2 separate regions of the Mus musculus genome follow, and region 1 is linked to region 2. Evidence: chromatin contacts called from public promoter capture Hi-C data. All regions are on one chromosome and are shown on one strand. Each heading gives the region's core, a stretch centred on a gene start, on an enhancer-like site or on the middle of the called end of the contact. The rest is flanking DNA. Distances are from core to core; before and after follow the strand shown. Region 1 overlaps Gak (cyclin G associated kinase). Region 2 overlaps Pcgf3 (polycomb group ring finger 3).

Region 1 (7,151 bases), core at 7-2,506, 130 kb before region 2:
ATCTTTCTGAATATAGACTTAGGCATAACTTTTCCTTCTTTCCTACTTTCAGATGTTTTCCAAAGCTTTCTGTAGTACTTTGGGCTTTTTTCACTTTCTCAAAGGCTTCACTTCCCACCATATGCCTGCTTGTCTGCCATGTTCCTGACCTCCATGCCTAACTCAAATGGCATGGCCCTCTTTCTTACAACTATTAGTCTATAATAAACTTTAAAACTGAAGCAACTCGTGATGTTTTAAGTAAGTTTATGATTTTTGTGTCGAGCTTTATGCATAACTATCTTTGAGGCTGCATATAGCCTGTGGATTACAGAGTAGACATGGCTGATAAGAGTTCCATAAACTCCTATGTTTATTAAATGGACTTACATGTAGCAGCAAACACATCATTGTTTGACTATATCAATGAAGGTGCCCAAGTTTGGTGACAGGTGGCAGAACTGATCGCTTCAGGTTGTCTTGGTTGCCTGAAGCTGCTTCATGTCCTAGAAGCCACGGTCTGGGCTACTCTTGTCTGTGCTGAGTACAACTCTAATTTGTATACCCTTGAACCTGTGCCCAGAGATGAACTGTCAGGGTCCCTGGATTTTTCTTAAGTGGGTTAGAGGTTAAAGTATACTGTGTAGAGCCCTAAGTGATACTCAGTACCCATTGTGTACCAAGTGTCTTAGGTTTGCTTTCCTATACCTGACCTGATGCTGGGCACACTTGTCTTCCTTGAGGGACAGCTAGGTTCTTTTCATGCCACCATTTGCTGCATATTTGCAGCCTGCACTCTTTACCTTTATGGCCCTGATTGATTGGAAAGTCACTATGTAGACAAGGCTGGCCTTGGTCTGAAATCTGTCTCTACCTTCAGAGTTAAAGACAAATATCACTGATATCTGGTATCTTGGATACTACTGGGTTATTAATTGTTTTTGTGAAGAAATAGATTAGAACTAGTTAGTTCTGATCTGTGGCTTGTCTGTTTAACTGCCTTTCGCCACAGAAATGTTAGCACCAGATAAAGCTGCATTTTAGTACGTCCTGGTTTATGTCTCAGGGAGTCCTGTGTAACCGAAGTGAACCTGACTTAAATAGGTTCAAATGACATTTTAAGGTGTTAAGATTGCCTTAATCAGATTTTACTTCAGTGAATGTATAGTGTATGTCTGTTCTTTTTTCCACCTGGCTCTCTGTAATGGCCCCATGGTGACTCTGCTGATGCCAAGTGTGCCTACCTCAGCTCTGTCTCTGACTTTCCTGTCTGACCTCACTGCCCAGCTATAGTGTAGTACTCAAAATACTTAGGCAACAATGTTCACCCCCCACCCCCACCTCCCTCCTTTCCAAGGAAACGTGGCTGTTCTGGCATAACTGGTTTTTTGAGAGGAATTGTTGAATAAGTTTGCCAAGTTCTTGCAAAATTAGTTAGATTTTGATCTATATTTTTTTCAGTTGTGTAAACCAACTTAGGGGATTGGTTTCTAAGACTTTTTGGTGGCCATGAGCAGTAATATATCTTGGTCATTTGGGATGTCTTTTTTTTTTCCCCTCCAGCAGTGTCTTCTGTCTCCTTTCGGATCTTCATAGGGCACAGGGTGTGCTCTCTTATGTTCCTATCCAGTCCCCTGGAGCAGTGGGACCAATGGTTGATGCTACTTACTGTTCTGCTTCAGTTACTATTTGGTCAGGATCAGCCCTCAATGTTTTTGCCTTGGAGAACACTTCAGAAAGCAAAAGATGGCCGGAGCTTTTCCATGGGCTGCTCTCTTCTGCTTTTATTCCACTTTTCATTGGTTGTCAGCTTACACAGCAGTCTTACACAAGACATGCACATGCACACTACTTAGAGGATACAACCTGTAAGCAAGGTTGCCTCAGTATTCTAGGACATAGGCTCTTCTTAAAGTTTTTATAGCTAAGTGTTCCATTCCATTCAATTCCATTCCAATTGAGTGTTCTTTCTATTCCAGCTATGCAAAGGGTGATCTGGACATATCTTACATCACATCCAGGATTGCAGGTATGTCTAATTGGATGATAGACATCTGTAGGGGATGTAGACAAAGGATCAGTGGAAGTAGCCAAGGTGCAAGGTGCCTCTTTAGCTTCTTTGATAGCCATGGATCCATCTGAGGTTTGACCTGGAGAATTACCCCAAGAGTGGAGGGTAGGTTACATATATTGAGCATATTTCCTGGTCAGTGAAAAAGACAAGGCCAGTGTCAGCTTCTGGCATGACTGGAACTCTGAGGATACAGAGAGAGTAATGGTAGGACCATATACATTTAAAACGAGATAGTCTAGGCAAACTATAATGAGAAAAGCTGGTGTTCCTAAAGACCATGGTGTATATCAGGTAACTGGGAAAGCTCTCCCAGACATCTGTAGTTAACTTTGTAATGTTTCTCATACTGTAGTTTATATACATCCCACTACATAGGATGGGAGACTTTAAGAGGATGAGAAGAGCCTATGTTTGGCCAGCTACCTGGCTGGGAGGTGAGCCCAGCCCAAGAGGGCAATCCCCTAGTGTCTAACTTTGGCCTGCTTTGTTTCAGTGATGTCATTCCCAGCAGAAGGTGTGGAGTCTGCAATCAAAAACAATATAGAGGATGTGCGAATGTTTCTGGATGCTAAGCATCCAGGACATTATGCTGTCTACAACCTTTCTCCAAGGATATACCGGGCTTCCAAGTTTCACAACCGGGTAAGTGGCCTTGAACTCTTCTTTTATGATTTGAGCCATTTTCCCCACTTAAGTACAGTTTTAAGTGATGGAGCTGCACTAGGCTGATGTGGACAGTGCCAGGCGACTGCAGGGAGCTGACCATAGCAGCTGCCAGAGAGGCTAGGGCTCGAGGTGTGGCCAGGGGTGGAGATATCCCAGAGTTTAAAGGAAATGTTACACTATGTGTGCATGCGTATGCGCGCGCACACACACACACACACACACACAGAAAGAGAGAGAGAAACCTTGAGAAGAGTTTTGCTTCCCAAGAAACTAGGGTGTCTTTCTCCCCTTGGCACAGGAAAAGGTAGTTCTTTGTGCAGCATCAGTGAAACACTCCTATGGCACAGGTCACTCCTAGCTAAGAGGGATGTCAAATGAGAACCCCAGCTGAGGAAGATGCTCAGAGTTTCAGGCCACCACATTTATAGAATCAGGCAAAAAGGACAATTATATGGGGACGGGAAGAGGGGGAGGCTAAAGGTATCTGCTGTCAAGCCTGACAACCAAGTTCATTCTGTCAGGCTCACATAGTGGTGGAAGGAGAGAATCAACTCTTTATTAGTTTCCCTCTGTCCTCCACATGCATATGCTCTGTGGCACTTGTGTGTATGCATATACATGGGCACACAGAGGTTAAAAAGAAAATTGTTTTTAAAATGAACAGTGTTGTAGGCAAAGACAAAGTGACCCTGTGGATATGCCAGCCAGGTTCCCTGGGACTGTGCAGAAACTTAGCTGAGTGGACTTTTTCCCCTACAGGTCACTGAGTGTGGCTGGGCAGTCAGACGGGCACCACATCTCCACAGTTTGTATACTCTATGTAGGAGCATGCATGCCTGGCTCCGGGAAGACCACAGGAACGTCTGTGTTGTGCATTGCATGGTGAGTTGTGTTAGATGCATATACTGAACCAAAGCAACATTGGTCCTGGGTATAATGGGGGAAGACCTCTGTGCTTGGAGCTTTGGGCTTGATGGACACAGACCCCTCCCTGGTGGTTCCTACTTCTATGGGATGAGTAGCACTCATAAGGGCTCTTTTCTGGTGATCCAAGCAGCACATCCAGCATTTCCAGAATCTTGGAATTTTTACCTTAAGTTTTCCTAACTACATAATGAGGGAGAAAGACTTGGATACCTTGCACACAGTGTGACATCCAACAGGAAGTACACTCAGGGCTCAGCTCTGCTTTACTGCAACTGTGTTTTGATTTTGATTTTTTTGAGATATGGTCTGGCTTTTCTGGAACTCACTATGTAGATCAGGCTGGCCTCTAACCCACAGAGATTCATCTGCCTCAGTTTTCCAAGTGCTGGAGTTAATGGCATGTACTACCACATCTGGCACAACTGTAATTATGAGTACGATGGGCCTGGTAATATTGGCCGGTAATCTCAGCTACTTGGGAAGCTGAGGCGGAAGGATCACAAGGTAAACGTCAGCCTAAACAACGTAGTAAGAGCCTGACTCTTACTAAGTGAAAGAGCATTGGGAGTACAGCACTTAGATAGCATGTAAGAGGTCCTAGGCTCAGTTCTCAGTAACACAAGTGTAGAGAAAGAAGATGATAAGAGGTCTCGGGAAGGGATTGAACATGGTGAGGCTAGAAGGCCAACTTGAAACTGAGTGGGAGGTTGACCTGTGTACTTTGCTAATGACTCTTTATTATCTTCTGGGCTCTGAATTCTCATTGCATGAAGCACATTTATATATGTTCCTAAATGTATCCTAAATAAGCCTGGCATTAGATCCTTCCCTTAGCCACACAGATAGTTAGGTTTATAGGAGCTGTTGTGAGTCCTCATCCTTTCTGTGTATGGGCCTATATGTAAAAGAAGTGTTTCTTCACTGTAGGATGGGAGAGCTGCATCTGCTGTGGCAGTCTGTGCATTCCTGTGCTTCTGCCGTCTCTTCAGCACTGCAGAGGCTGCTGTGTACATGTTCAGCATGAAGCGCTGCCCACCAGGCATTTGGCCATCCCACAAAAGGTACCAGGTGACCCTTGCTGGGGTCAATGATGCCCACAGCTCTTCTGGCCCTGAAGTGCTGCTGCCTTCACGGTGTCGGACCTGCAGTCAGGTCTAGTTTGCTGAAGGCCAAGTTAGTATCACTGTGCTTTCCAGCTCATCCTCAGACCTGTGCCCACAGGTGCCTAACAAGTACAAGCCATAGTTGGCATTCAGCTGAAACTCTGAAGCTGTGGTGGCTTCTGACTTGTGGTGGCAGCCTCCTGTTGAGGGCTTGGGTACCGGATGCTCCAGTAAATGTGTGAACTTTACGTGCCCACTTGTTCTGTGGGATCTAAACGTATGTGGACTTGGGAGGTTACTTGGTAATGCACCGTGAACCTTCACACTTTCAAATGTGAAGTGTTATTACCCTGCTTCCCTGCGGTCACAAAATTGCATATAAGACTCACTCAGACATTCCTGTTGCCATAAGTAGGTCATTCACCTGCAGTGTAAAGAAATCAATTTCTTTTATTTTTCCTTTTGTCTTTTTTGACACAGGAATCCAACCTGAAGCTTAGCCTGGCCTAGAACTCACAGTGTAGGCTAAACTGGTCTCAAACTTAGGCCAATGCCCTAGTGCTGATATTATAGATATGAGCTGTCATGTCTGGTTAAGAAGCAAATTAATGCGGCTCTGCCTAGCTTTGTCCCTTGTCCATTCACTATGGGACTACCACATTTACCAGCTATGTCCATTCATGTATTTCCTATTTCCCTAGAGCAAGACTTTCATTTGGAAGTCCAGGTCTGGAGAGGCACTGTCCATCCATCATAAACTCCCTCTGTCTTAATGAGTACTTGGAAAAACATGGATCAACCTCCTCTCTAAGAAAGTGGGTGGGTGGAACATCAAACAACAAGCCAATATGGATGAGGCAAAGGTCCGAGCCAGTAAGGGGCTCCATATTTGTCAATGGGAGTAATTAGTACTCTTTCCGATGTGCACAATTCTCTTATGAATGGGACCCACCTTAGTTGCTTACTGCCTGGTTGGTAGAGTCATGATGGAGGTGTGTTTCTCAGGTCACATGAGAGTGGCTTTGCATCTGTGTCCCCATTCTAGCCTCTGCTAGGGGTGGCTGGAAGGATTTCAGCAATTGAGCTCTTAGCTGTTTTCCACATGTTGGGTCCTACTGGGCAGGAGGTGTGAGCAGCAGAGATACTGAGTATGTGAAGCAAAAACAAGACAGTGTCTTTGGTACTCTACCATGAATCCTCGGGTCTCGTGGAGGTACACTGACATAGTGTCACTCATGTCCTAACAGTTACTGCGGCAACTTCACATCTGTCCGCTTTAAAACCCATTGTAAACTGGGACCCTCACGCCATCAACTTGCCCTAGATCTAAAGGTCACTGGGAGATGAAGCACTTGCTGTCAGGACAGATTTGGCTGGATACCATATGAGAAGACTCAGAATACTGTGGTGGTCACGGGTAAAGCTTTGGGGTATTGTAACAGTGTCTGTGCCTTAATGTCTATTCTCCACAGTCTCCAGAAAACAAGGGGAGGGAAATATATGCATTGTCTGGCCCTTTGGGTCTTGAGAGAAATAGACAGAACCAAAGAGTACATTGGAATTCAGAAAGAAATTTAAAATAGCTGATGAGTCTGCCAGAGACCCTAGCAAGGAAAACAAAGATTGAGATGTGTGTACATAGTAGTAGTGTGAGAATCTCAGACTCTTGGGTAGACTCTGACTATCAGGAGTAAACCAGTGATCTGAAAGACAAATCACCAGGTGTTGCTCACCTGAAAACTAACAAAAGATCAGAAACCAATGGTTTGTTGCAAATGACCAATCTTGTGTAAATGAATACCAGAGGAAAGTTAAGTGGAGAACGAAACACTGAATACATAAGCATCTCCAGGATTCACAGCGCTACAGCCACAGGCCCAGAAATCTCTGAGAACAGGAGCAGAACTAAAAAGAAACAATCCTTGCATATCCTCTTACTCCATCCTGAATATCCTAAACACAGACAATCTGAGGCAGCGAGAAGGAAGCCACTTGCAAGAAAGGAAAGCATGAATTACAGACTGTCAGAAACCCCTGGCCAACAAATGAAGAATTCCCTTCCCTTCCCTTCCCTTCCCTTCCCTTCCCTTCCCTTCCCTTCCCTTCCCTTCCCTTCCCTTCCCTTCCCTATCCTCCTGTTTGTTTGTTTGTTTGTTTGTTTGTTTGTTTGTTTGTTTGAGACAAGGTTACTCTCTACTTTGCCTTGCCTGTCCTGGAATTCACATGTAGACTAGGCTGACCTTGAACTCACAGAGATCCTACACATCTTTTTTTTTTTTTTTTTTTTTTTTGAGACATGTAACCTCTCTATGTAACCTTGTCTGGCTTGGAATTTGCTACGAAGACCAGACTGGCCTCAAAATCTTAGAGAGCTTTCTGCCACTCAGCCTCGGCCTCACAAA
Region 2 (6,394 bases), core at 2,114-4,613:
CTCCCCAAGACTGGTTTCAGTTAGTGTCTTATCACGGCAACAGAGAAGAAAACTATGACAGGACCCTCCATGCATTTGATGACCTTGACAACTACCACGCCCACCTAGCTTTTGTTGGAACTCACAGGTCAAGACCAGAACTCCCAACACTTGGGTACCAGGCAATGACACCAGGCTCTGTCTACCTTGGGAGCCCAGTAAGAGGGCTAGGAAATGTGTGTAAGTGGCACACATAACACAGGGAACTTCTTGAGTGAAAGGTTCTCAAAATGGATCTGCTTCTTCAAAATGAACATGCTCACACTCCAGGCTGACAGTGGCATTTTCAACATTCTCTGCAAGGTCTCTACCACAGGCTTAGACCATCTCTGCTAGTCCTGGCTGCCCAATCTTCCACACTAAATCCGGAAATTAAACTGAAGCCAATAAACCCCTTTACATAATACCAAAGCGCCTACAGGTGCTCACCATACTCTGCAAGTAGAGAATCAGGCAAGAGGTGAGGGCAGATGAAGCCAAGTCAGGAGCAGAGCAGAGGATGGCACCAGCACAGGTACAACCCTAGACTATTTCAGATGGCACCCAGACACTGCCAGTGAGAGATGGGCTAAGAACGTTGGAGCTATAGCTCAATCGGCAGAATGCTTGCCTGCATTCACAAAGCTCCTTGTTTGATCCCCAGCATTCCATAAATGGGGTGCAATAGAACACACTTATATTCTCAGCATTTGTGTAAAAGCAGGAGGATGAGAAGCTCAAGGTTACACAAAACCCTCTATCAATTAAACCATAGATGCTAAGAGCCTCTCTCAGGTCAAAGGTATATGGCAGGCAATAGCTGCTACCCAGCTCATAATGTAAGTCACAGCACTCAGGCCAAGATGCCACCCTGCTTCCTTTACTTATCTAATTAATGCCTGGCCCACTGCTGTGTTCCTCTCCCGGTTCTCTCCTGTGTTTGCATGGCAATCTAAGCTTCTATGAGAGGATCTGCCCACAAGACAGCTCTTTTGTGTTCTGCCTCCCATTCCCAGCCCCAAGGAAGCCTCCTCACCACCCCGTCAGCAGCTCAAATGGGGACCTGCTTCTGAGCTCTACAGAAGTGCATGCCAGAATGAAAGCAGGTGGCACAGCTTATGCTGTTATGAAGCACACGAGGACAGAAAAAGCAGAACAGAGCTCTAAGACAGGTGGTATCACAAGAAAGTCCCAACAGAGAGCTGATGTATGGGAAAGCACAAAGCTTAGGCATAACTATGGTGGTGGGCTGAGGTGTGCCTAGAGACACCATGGTGACAGAATTAAAAACCTACCACCATACAGCACTGACCAGAACACAGAGCACAGGAACTTGGGGAATGGGAATATGGACAGAAGTTCCCTAAATCAGATGTCATCCACCCACTCCACAGACAGGACACTGGCAAGGACTCTGGATAGTACTAAACACCAAGAGCTGCTAGACATTTCCACATGCCCACCACACAGGCCTTATACAGAGATTGTGTGAAGAGATGACTTGACAATAAAGTTAGGAACACAGAAAACACACTCTCATTTCAACACAGGAAATAGAAACTGTGGCATTGGCAGTGTTATCTGGAGGCCTGGGGGGGGGGGGGGGGACTCCAAGGTCCGACAACTCAACTTGAACTGCTACTGCTCCCAGCTGGACATGTGACTTCAAGCTGTGCATCTCTTTCTTTTAGTTTATCTTTTCTCTGATGCCCTCATACCATATGTATCTGTGATTTCATTTCCTTCCCAGTGGCTCTTGAACTCAGAAATTCCACTTCCATGCCCTTGCTTCTTTGGCTAAAGTTCCAGCCTAGAGGCAAGTTACTACTCTAAAAAAGGCAGGTCTGGGATCTCATTCACTTCAAAATTTCAGTTTAAGAAAACTTATAAGATTCCACTTGTTCTCATGGTCCCCCAGGGAAGTGCTGCTGGATATCCACTGCCATGGCCCTGGTCACCTGCAGTGTGGTATCTGGGGACCAAGAACAAGGCAGCCAATACCATGCAAATGTATGGACCATGGTCAGGGAGCTCCAGCCCATGTTCTTACTCACCCGATATACTGTAATGGGTGGCTCTGATGGATCACGATCCTGCAGGTGGGGCAGGTATTATTCTCCTCCAGATACTTCACCAGGCAGCTCCTGCAGACTATCCAAGGGGAGAGGATGACAGCAACCCAGAAGAAAAGTTCTGGTTAGTGCAGCCAACTCCAAGATGACTAAGAGGACACTTTCATAAACAACCTCTGAAAAGGGAGTGCCCTTGGATTGCGCTGTGCCATTACCATCTGTTACACAGTCCTAGCCTAGGAACTAATATACCTAGGAACTAAAAAAAAAACATCAAAGAGTGGTTAAGTCACTAAGGGGCAAGAGCATGAGAATATAAGTAATATTTTAAAAATCTGCATTTTGGCCTAAAAGATAACAACAGTTCCTTGCACATCAAAGCTAGGTAACATTCAGTGGACTGGCGAAAGCAAAACTGTGCCACCAATTCCTAACACAATTAATCTCAGCCCAAAAATTCTTCAAAAGTTGAAAGCATTTTCAAAAATGTAAAACATATAGGATGGAAATTGTATGTGTTGTGAGTTTTTAACTTCATGAACTACCTCTCAGTGGTCATTAGATGCTCTTTTTACAGCACTCACGCCTCCAGGTGATCCATACAGAACATCTGTCTTCCAGTGAGAGAGAAAAAATAAGAAAAAAAAAATCTTAGGAGGCTGGAGAAATGGCTCGGTGGTTAAGAGCACTTAGGTGCTGCTACGGAGGGCCTAGGTTTGGTTTCTAGCACCCACATGATGGTTCACAGCTGTTTGCAACTCTAGTTCCACAGGATCCAACACCTTCTGGCTTCTGCAAGCACTGCAAGTACGAGGAGTATATACATACACACAGGCCACTCAAAGATTAAAAAACAAAAGAAAACAAAACCTAAAACAACAAAAAACATCCTGCATAGATCGGTCCAGGCCTGATAGGCAGAATAAGTAACATGCAACAGGCACCGCACTGACCCTTGACATCTCACAGGTGTTTGACTGTTAAAAAAAAAAAAACCGACTTGACTTGAGATCTGAGAGCACAAGCACCACTCGTGGCCGGCTTGACTGACAGACCAACAACAAAAAAAGAGTAGTTTTCCTCTGCTCAGCTTTCCTGAGAGGAGAAACCACCCTCCAGAAGTTACCCACAACATCCCTAGTTATGGAAAGCTTTCTGATCCCCACTCAAGATCTTTGTTCTTCTCTTGGCCCTGTTGCCCATGTGCCAGGCTAAGGCCCTAAGGAATGTGCTAGAGCAACCCCCACCCCATTCAGATCACGGTAGAACTGGCCATACTTACATGTGTGCAAACACTCAGTCACTGTGGTTGCGTCAATGAGGTAGCCGCTGCACAGGCGGCAGGTGATGTGGGCATTTATATCCCAGAGTTTAATCTTCCTGGTCAACATCTTTGGCTTCTGCAAGAAAAATAAATACATGGAGGTAACTGTGATGACTGATCTGGGCTGCCAAACTAACCACATCTGGAATTAAATAAAACCCAAGTGGCTGAGATAGAACTCTGAGTACTTTGGTTTTTTCTTAATTAAATCATTTGAAGTGAGAAGACACAGTTTTAATCTGGTTCTTTTGAGGTGGGAAGATATACCTTTAATCTATATCTTTTGAGACAGGAAAATTACTCTGGGCCACAAAAAGACGTGGAAGAAAGAAGCTTGCTCTTTGTCTGCTTGCTCTCTCTGGCAAATTTGTCCCTTCACTGGCATTGGAGTCTACTTCTTTGGGATGTCAGTGTATACTGATGGCCAGCAGAGCCATCCAGCCCCACGGGCTATAAACAACTACTGGATTCTTGGACTTTCTGTTGGGAGGCAGCCATTGTTGAACTAGCTAAACTATATAGCCTGTAATGAATTCCAGTCTCTCCTCCTCTTCCTCTTCCTCCTCCCCTTCCTCCTCCTTTTCTCTCTCTCTCCCTCTCTCTATTTGTTCTCTTTCTCTAGGTAGGCTCCTTTCCTACTTTGCCTTTACTCCACCCACAGATGTAGTAGATGGACTACTACATCCAGCCTTTTTGTTGGACAAATGGCCCATCCCATCTCATCTTATCCTATCACTGAATAGTGACCCACCTCAGACCTCAATGGTTAGTGAAGTTCGAACCTCAACTCAAGGCACTGCCAACAGCCACTACAGTGTCTACCAAGAAGATACAGAGCCCCAAAGAAGGTTAGATAAGGTCCTGTGGCTCCAACCTAATCACCAGTTACTTTGACATGAATCTAGCATATGGCCTTTGATATCTGGGTCCAGTCCCACTTCAGGAATTTAGTCATCCTCATCTTTGTACTTTTTGTGAGAGGGAACAGTTAAATGTCCACTCAATGCCCGAGGAAACCAATTTATGAGATGTCCATCACCAAGTCACCACCTAGATATTGCTTTGCTCCAGGCTCACCAACTGCCTGTTAGGCACTATACTCAGAGCTGAACAGACATGGCCCACTAGCCCCAACAAAGTCCATCCTGATCATAGTACCACTTCTAACCATGCACCTCTCCTAGGCAACTGACCGATCAATACTAGACACCTATCCCACCTTAAACTAATGGTACTCTAGAGAGTATGTACAGAGTATAAAGAGGGCTAAATTCTTCACTCCTGAGACAGAGCCCAGACCTCCCTCCCCTAGATGGCAGGGACCCTTGGAAGAATCCCTGCCCTCACCTCCTCTGGATGTCTGCGTGTCCTTCCTCACTCGGTGGCATGGAGGCTTCAGGCCACCAAGTGGATGCGATGATCCCTCCTCACTCTGAGTTCTGGCTGGCTTCTGCACCTTCCTTCTGTCCCTTGTTCCTTTTCCATTTTCTAGCACAAAGATAGCACTGTTACTTACTTCAAAGCACAGATACCAGTCCTGCACACAGTCCCACATTAAACCCCTACTACATTTTAGATAAGTTCTACATATTAAATCATGGGACAGAACCCACCAGAAATGCTGGAAGACAATCAAGAAGTACAAATAATTCCAATGATAGCTGCTAGAGAACAAATGTCAAGGGAATATGAGGTAGCCACCATATTGAGTGACAGGCAGCCAGAAAGGAAGGTAAGCTTCAGCTGCACTTACCTGTGAATGACAGTCTGGAATCGGGGCTACATTGTGAAGTCTGTGGAGAAGCAGAGACAGGTGTCACCATGGGAAGATCTTGTCTCACCCTCTACCCCCTAGCAACTCTCAAGGACTGTTTGGTTAAACATGTCTGCTTATTTACTTGCTGTAAGTCATCAAGTGAGAATGATAGTAAAGACACCTCAGCGGAGACACCTCCCAGATTTCCTGAGCCCTGGCCTAATGGAGAGCAAATGCATAGCTAATGGTATAAGGGAAAGAGAAGGTGGCTCCACTCCTTGCTTTAGAGCCCGAGAGGCAGGATGGGTATCTGTAGAAGCTCCATGTATCTCAGGAGTGTATCAGTGGATCTCGGGGTGACCTGAGGAACCTCACAAGGATGACAAGCAGCACTGTGCTGCTCACTTAGTTTGATACCTGAGATGTCTACATCCTCACACCCAGACTAAGCCATTATCTCTCCTAGTCACAGACTTGCCACCCACTCAGTGAATATGCCCTGGGCCTGTGTGGGCACTGTACCATGCTAGGGCCAGTGGGCTAAGGGAAATGAGCCAGGTATTCATGCCAGGATATGGAGATGGGCAGCAGCTAGAGAAATCCTGATATACTGATGACTACGGTGCTCTGAGGGTCCCTAGGATCCTGGCTGTGGATTCCTTGGTACTGCCCTTGACTTCAGGGGTGGGAGCAGGCATTGCTGGCTAAGAGCTCAGTAAGGTGCTTAGAGTCTTAACTAGAACAATACCAAGACTGCAGGTCTTTGTAGTTTAAGGACTAATTACATACAATCTGGAGGTGGTGTACCCTAACATGTGCTTAAATGCAACTCAGATAATTTCACCTTTAAAAAACTTTCCAAACTTAATTTTTAAGAATTTTTTGTCTGTCTGCCTGTTTGTCTCTCTGTGGGAATGTATGTAAATGTGTGCATAGGTGCCAGAAGAGGGAATTGGATCTCCTGAAGCTGATGTTACAGGCAGTTATGAACTGCTTGATGGGTGCTAAGAAAGGAACTCGGGACCCTGGGAGAAGAACAAGTGTGCACTCTTAACCACTAGGCCTTCTCTCCAGCCTCAGAACTGCATTTGCTTACTGACTAATAAACCCACTCAGGAGCCTTGTACAAAATCAGGAAGGGAAATGGGAAGATAGAAAGGAGTTAATATGTCCTACCAGATAAACCAAGGGAGGACTGACATACATGTCTGAAACATTTAGAGG

What was found. Capture Hi-C pulls out chosen DNA fragments and counts their contacts.
Region 1: a promoter capture Hi-C map of adipose tissue shows a contact between it and region 2. The contact joins two enhancer-like sites. A contact is called at or near these places in 4 of 39 promoter capture datasets (the C10 cell line, embryonic stem cells, pre-B cells and 1 more), 1 of 15 datasets of contacts at CTCF or cohesin (stem cell-derived epiblast-like cells), 23 of 484 Hi-C or Micro-C datasets (the AML12 cell line, the C10 cell line, DN3 thymocytes and 16 more), 13 of 115 datasets of contacts at active chromatin or transcription factors (the 230-238 cell line, the NIH/3T3 cell line, the SCID.adh cell line and 7 more) and 3 of 9 other capture datasets (adipose tissue, liver and pancreatic islet).

Annotation. Positions count from the first base shown.
Region 1 is chr5:108,594,311-108,601,461 of GRCm38.p6, reverse strand. It overlaps Gak (cyclin G associated kinase), which reads left to right. Exons shown (of 28, transcript NM_153569.2): 12 at 1,959-2,008; 13 at 2,547-2,695; 14 at 3,479-3,601; 15 at 4,574-4,707. Among named protein-coding and RNA genes, the nearest start is that of Gak, 32 kb to the left of the region's middle. Within about 2 kb of position 1,256, at least 6 of the 459 cell types and tissues checked have an H3K27ac peak or open chromatin away from gene starts, as enhancers often do.
Region 2 is chr5:108,470,885-108,477,278 of GRCm38.p6, reverse strand. It overlaps Pcgf3 (polycomb group ring finger 3), which reads right to left. Exons shown (of 11, transcript NM_172716.5): 2 at 5,168-5,207; 3 at 4,762-4,902; 4 at 3,373-3,490; 5 at 2,073-2,169. The coding sequence starts at 3,481. Among named protein-coding and RNA genes, the nearest start is that of Pcgf3, 13 kb to the right of the region's middle. Within about 2 kb of position 3,363, at least 2 of the 459 cell types and tissues checked have an H3K27ac peak or open chromatin away from gene starts, as enhancers often do.